2 separate regions of the Mus musculus genome follow, and region 2 is linked to region 1. Evidence: chromatin contacts called from public promoter capture Hi-C data. All regions are on one chromosome and are shown on one strand. Each heading gives the region's core, a stretch centred on a gene start, on an enhancer-like site or on the middle of the called end of the contact. The rest is flanking DNA. Distances are from core to core; before and after follow the strand shown.

Region 1 (2,551 bases), core at 36-2,535:
CCTGCCTCACCTCCTCAGTGCCACAGGTGTGTGCAAAGCATCCCTGTTCCTCTCTTCTCTCTCTCTCTCTCTCTCTCTCTCTCTCTCTCTCTGTCTGTCTGTCTGTCTTGCTGATGAGAAAGCCAGGGATCACAGAGGTGATACTGATGGCCTCCAGTCCCATAACTAGCAGAGCTGGGATATGAACCCAAGCCTGCCTGGCTCAGGGCAACACCCAAGCATCACATAGTTTTCCTCTTTTAAAAACCAACATCACAACATCAGCTGGACAGTGGGGGCGCACACCTTTAATCCTAGAACCCAGCGGGCAGAGGCAGAGGCAGGAGGATCTCTGAGTTCGAGGCCAACCTGGTCTACAGAGTGAGTTCCAGTACTTGATACTTGACAGATTCTCTTGACACTAATTCTCAACTTTCTCTTCTCTTTTCCCTTCTCTTCTCTTCTCTTCTCTTCTCTTCTCTTCTCTTCTCTTCTCTTCTCTTCTCTTCTCTTCTCTTCTCTTCTCTCCTCTCCTCTCCTCTCCTCTCCTCTCCTCTCCTCTCCTCTCCTCTCCTCTCCTCCCCCTCCCCCTCCCCCTCCCCCTCCCCCTTCCTCTCTCTAAACAGAACTTCACACACTATAGTTTAGATTGGCTTCAGACTCACAGCCATTATTCTCTGGCCTCAGCCTTCCAAAAGCTGCGATTACGGCTGTGTGTGTGTGTGTGTGTGTGTGTGTGTGTGTTTACCACTCTTGTCTCTCAAGCGTTTCCCCTGAGTTGTGGATGAATCTACATGATCCACAAGAAGGATTCCCAGAGAACAGGTTGCTCCCTCTGTAAGAACAGGTAGCTGGGATCCCCTTTAGGATCTGGGACTAGAGCCTGCAGCTCATAGACCTGGGATCTCAGCTGCCACCTCCCCACCACACTTTCCCGCTCCCATTATTCCGCGTCTCACCAAAATAATGATGTTGCCCACGACCAGCAGCCCCACCACCACAGGAGACCCCTTCTCTCCCTCTGTCGCTGCAGAAGCCATCTTCCTGCTGGGGACACAGAAGCAGGGCAGAAGTTAGGAGGGCAGGAGGCAGGGTCTACTTCAGACCCCATCTACCAGGAGATGCTCATGAGCTGCAGAGCCCAGGCTGGTGTCCATATGCCCAGAGTCCAACAGCTTAGCAGTGAGCCTTCTACAGAAGAAGAAAAGCCGAGCAGCCTCTAACTGCAGGGCAGCTGTTGCCCTCCCCAGCCCCTTGCCCTGTCAACCCCCAGAACACCTCCTCACCTTCTCTACAGAAGCCTCTCTGGTCAGCCCCAGCTACAGCAGCTCCCTATATATGCCCAAACCCCTCCTTGAGCCAGTCTCAGAGGAGGAGGGGGCAGGAGTTCAGCAGACTGACCATGATAGATTTTTATGAGCTCCTTGACACTCAAGTGATTTACAGACCTGAAATTCAGGATTGTGCTCCTGACTGGCCACTGGGGCAAGGTGATCTATGTACCCAGAGGCTCTAATTCCCAGGCTGCAGCCATGCCAGAGGGGTGGGGGTGGGGATGGGAAAAGTTAGCCACTTGATCTGTCCTTTCCTTAGGTGCACGGTAGGCTTTCCCGAGAGCAGGGGTCAGATCCATGACAGATCCTCGTGGGAATCCCACATTAGAAAACTGCCTTCTGTAGCTTTGGAGGCAGAGGGAGGACCAGAGAGAGACCCCACCCACACACCCACACCCACACAGCAGAGGATAATGGGGTGGGCTCAAGGCAGGGCTGTGGGAGGGAATTGAGGGCAAGGTGCAAGGCACGCTCAGAGGTGCTTGGTTATGGCTACAGTGGCAGAAGAGAATGGTGAGGGGTTTGAGATAGGTATGTATATATGAAAAAGGAGGAAGGAGTATGCTAGAAAAGGAAGGGGACATGTGGTATGGATGTGGTGGGAGAGGAACTCCTCCTCCCACCCGGGACGGCCGCGTGGACATACACACACACACACACACTCTTCAGGCTGAAGAATAGAAGGGATCTAAATTCAAGTCAGATACAGAAGTGCACGCCTGTAATTGTAATCCCGGTAGTGGGGAGGCGTAGGCAAGGAGGATTATGGGTTCGAGACCATCCTGAGCTATATAGGCAGAGAGGTGGGGTGAGGTAGTGGGAAGGAGAAACAACAACAACAACAACAACAACAACAACAACAAAAGCAAGCATATCTAGGCTTAATTCCTGCTGTCTCCTCTAGCAGCGTAACTAAGCGCACATCTGCACCGTCCAGGTCAGGAAAAGCTTCAGAGGTGTGGTGAATGGGTAGAGCCCGAGGTCTCTCGGACAGCGCCCTCTGGTGGTCGCTTAAAGCAAGAGCCCGGCCCCAGAAATTCTCCAGGGGTTTTGTTAAATTCTCTTTCCCAGTGGTGGCTTTCCTATCTATTGCAGAAGGCGGCAAAAAAAAAAAAAGGCACTTAAAATTCCCCTGCCAAGACAATGGGTTAGCTGAGCGCGTGAGATTAGGACAGGAGCATCTTGACCTCAGGGTCATGTTCAGTTTCCCTGCCTTGGTGTATGCCATTAATCCCGGC
Region 2 (2,551 bases), core at 24-2,523, 240 kb after region 1:
CCACCCCCTCCTGCGGTCCACTCTTTTCTCTAGCTCGGACACTCCTTGGATGGCTCTTCTCCATTCTTTACCTTCAGTTCCAGGCTGACTTGCTGAGTCCAAGGCACACAAGTTCTGAGCAGCCTCCCCAGGAGTTGATGAAAGTCGGCTTGGAACTTGGAGGAAGAAAAGTAGAAAACCAGGGGGTCGATACAAGAGTTGAGGGTGCTGAGGAGGAGCACGTAGCTCCGCCAGGACGGACTCTCACGGCTGACATAGCCCACCACATGGGACATATTATAGGGGCCGAAGCAGACGAAGAAGATGAGCAGTGTGGCTGCAAGAAGCCCCATTATCCTCTTGCGCCGGCGCCGGCTGGCCCCCCGGCTCAGTATCCACACCAGGCGACTGTAGCAGTAACTCGTGATACACAGGGGCACCATGAAAAGGACCACAGCCATCTCTAGTCGTACAGGCAGGAGGATGGCCAGCTGGTCCTCCCGGAATTCCAGGTAGCAGGTTCCATTGGTCCCCTGGCTGTAGGTTGCATTTCCCCAGTATTCAGTGATGTAAACCACACTACAGTGAGCCGATGCCAGGAACCAACAGACTACACTGACCAGACCAGCCTGGGCCAGCCGGGGCCGGGTTTTGTACCACAGTGGATAGGCCACGCTCAGAAAACGTTCGATGCTCACCGCCGTCAGGAAGAGGGAGGTGAGGTAAATAGTGGTGAAGAAAAGGAACCCAGAAAGGGGGCAGAAGATGAAGGGCAGAAGCCATCTCATGCCACATGCTGCCTCCACCATGCGAAACGGCAGGAAGAGGAGCAGGAGCAGGTCCGAAATGGTCAGGTTTAGCAAAAGTAAGTCCACAGCCACTGGGCGTCGGCGCAGCTTGCCCACGAAGACCACCAGGGCCATCACGTTGAGGGGGAGTCCCACGAGGAACACCAACAGGTAGACGGAAAAGAAAAGCCAGTAATTGCCAAGAAAGAAGCTTGTCCCCATGGTCACAGATGCTAATGAGACAGAGAGGAATGTGTTGAGAGTTGGGGTTCCCTCACTGGGAGACTCTTACCCATCAGGCAAGATTGCTGTCTACACTGCCTACACCCCACCACCATAGCTCCACATGCTCTCCCCTGCAGGTGGTCCTGCCTACCTCCCTGGTTTCCTGTCCCTCACCCAGTGTCGACATCACCAAGGTGCCACCTCTGTGTGTAACCCTCAGCCCCACACTCACCAGAGTATTGGACAACTGGCACTCTGCTGCCCAGCACCCGGCTGGCTCCTGCAGCACCAGGCTAGTAAGCTAGCTGTCCAGCAGAAATGATAAAGACTTGATGGTGCCTATGACGTCACTCCACTCGCTGCAGAACTGCACAAAAGATGCTTTGAGCTAGCTATCAGGGCTGTGTCCATATGCAAAAAGAAAGGACAAATTCCAAGGATGTGTGCATCTCTGCGCAGATGGTCAGTAGCAGAGAGGACCTACCTCCATCCTGCTTTGCCTTTATCTCCTTCTCTTAGATCTCTCATGTGCCTCTTTAGAACGATGCATATCTAGTGCTCATCAGAGTGGGAAGTAGGAGGCACAAATGGAGGGCTGGGATTTGCAGTCAGCTCTGTTTCCTGCTAACTCTGTGATCTGGGAAGGAATGAGCTCAACCCTGTGTCTCCCGCTCTATAAAACAGAGGTACTAATTTAATTTCATAGATTAAAGCATGCACGTTGGCCTGGGATATAGCTCGGTGGAAAGAGCACTTAGACTGGGCTCAGTTGGTAGAGCACTTGCCGATCCTGCCTGAAGCCCTGAGTTCCAGCCCCAGCACAGAGAGCAGGTGTGTGTGGTGGTGCATACCTGTAACCCAGACGTTAGGGAGGAAGATCAGGAGTTCAGGGTCACCATCAACTCCTAGCTACACACAGTTTGAGGCTAACCTGGGCTAAATGAAACCCTGTCCCAAATAAAACGAAGCATGCTAAGTATATAAAGTAGAGTCTGCCTCTCTTCCTGCAGGGGTCCTTGTGGTGCAGGAAAAGATCTGGGATGATGGTGGTGAAGGTGCTGGTGCTGGTGCAGATAATAGTGACAGCAGTTATCTTTCAATGGGGGCATAATCCACAACAGGCCCTCAGGGTACCACTGTTTTATGTCTACCATCCTTTCGCTCATGACAGGGAGGTGGCTCTCCAGGTCCCCTTCCTTCTTAGGCATCCCTTCGGTGGGGTAGGGTGGGGGAACATGTTTTGCATCTGGCTCTGTTTATCTTCAAAGATAGCATACCCATTTGCTCACATACTTATGGAACAGAGCACCAAACCAACAAGCGCACACCAGAATGGCTGTCAGCAGAACACTAGTCGGAACCAAGTTCCGGCAAAGATGGAGGGACAGCGCAGTGTTTGTTGATGGCTGAGGGGAACGCACCATGGGATAGCACTTTGGAAATCAATTCGGTTCAACTAAAAAGTTGAACATACATTTACACAATACCAATAATTCTGCTATGAATATTTATTGAAGAGGCTTGAACACGCGCACATTCTCAAACACTGGCTCATGCGT

What was found. Promoter capture Hi-C pulls out the DNA fragments that hold promoters and counts their contacts.
Region 2: a promoter capture Hi-C map of pre-B cells shows a contact between it and region 1. The contact joins the promoter of Ffar3 here to the promoter of Upk1a in region 1. A contact is called at or near these places in 16 of 39 promoter capture datasets (the 3T3-L1 cell line, the C10 cell line, the HPC-7 cell line and 12 more), 7 of 484 Hi-C or Micro-C datasets (the Ba/F3 cell line, bone marrow-derived macrophages, brown adipocytes and 4 more), 11 of 115 datasets of contacts at active chromatin or transcription factors (bone marrow-derived macrophages, cardiomyocytes, craniofacial prominence and 6 more) and 4 of 9 other capture datasets (adipose tissue, liver, macrophages and 1 more).

The regions. Positions count from the first base shown.
Region 1 is chr7:30,611,449-30,613,999 of GRCm38.p6, forward strand. Upk1a (uroplakin 1A) reads right to left here and starts at 1,286. Exons shown (of 8, transcript NM_026815.2): 1 at 1,266-1,286; 2 at 939-1,026. The coding sequence starts at 1,019.
Region 2 is chr7:30,854,905-30,857,455 of GRCm38.p6, forward strand. Ffar3 (free fatty acid receptor 3) reads right to left here and starts at 1,274. Exons shown (of 2, transcript NM_001033316.2): 1 at 1,225-1,274; 2 at 1-1,000. The coding sequence starts at 989. The coding sequence ends at 30.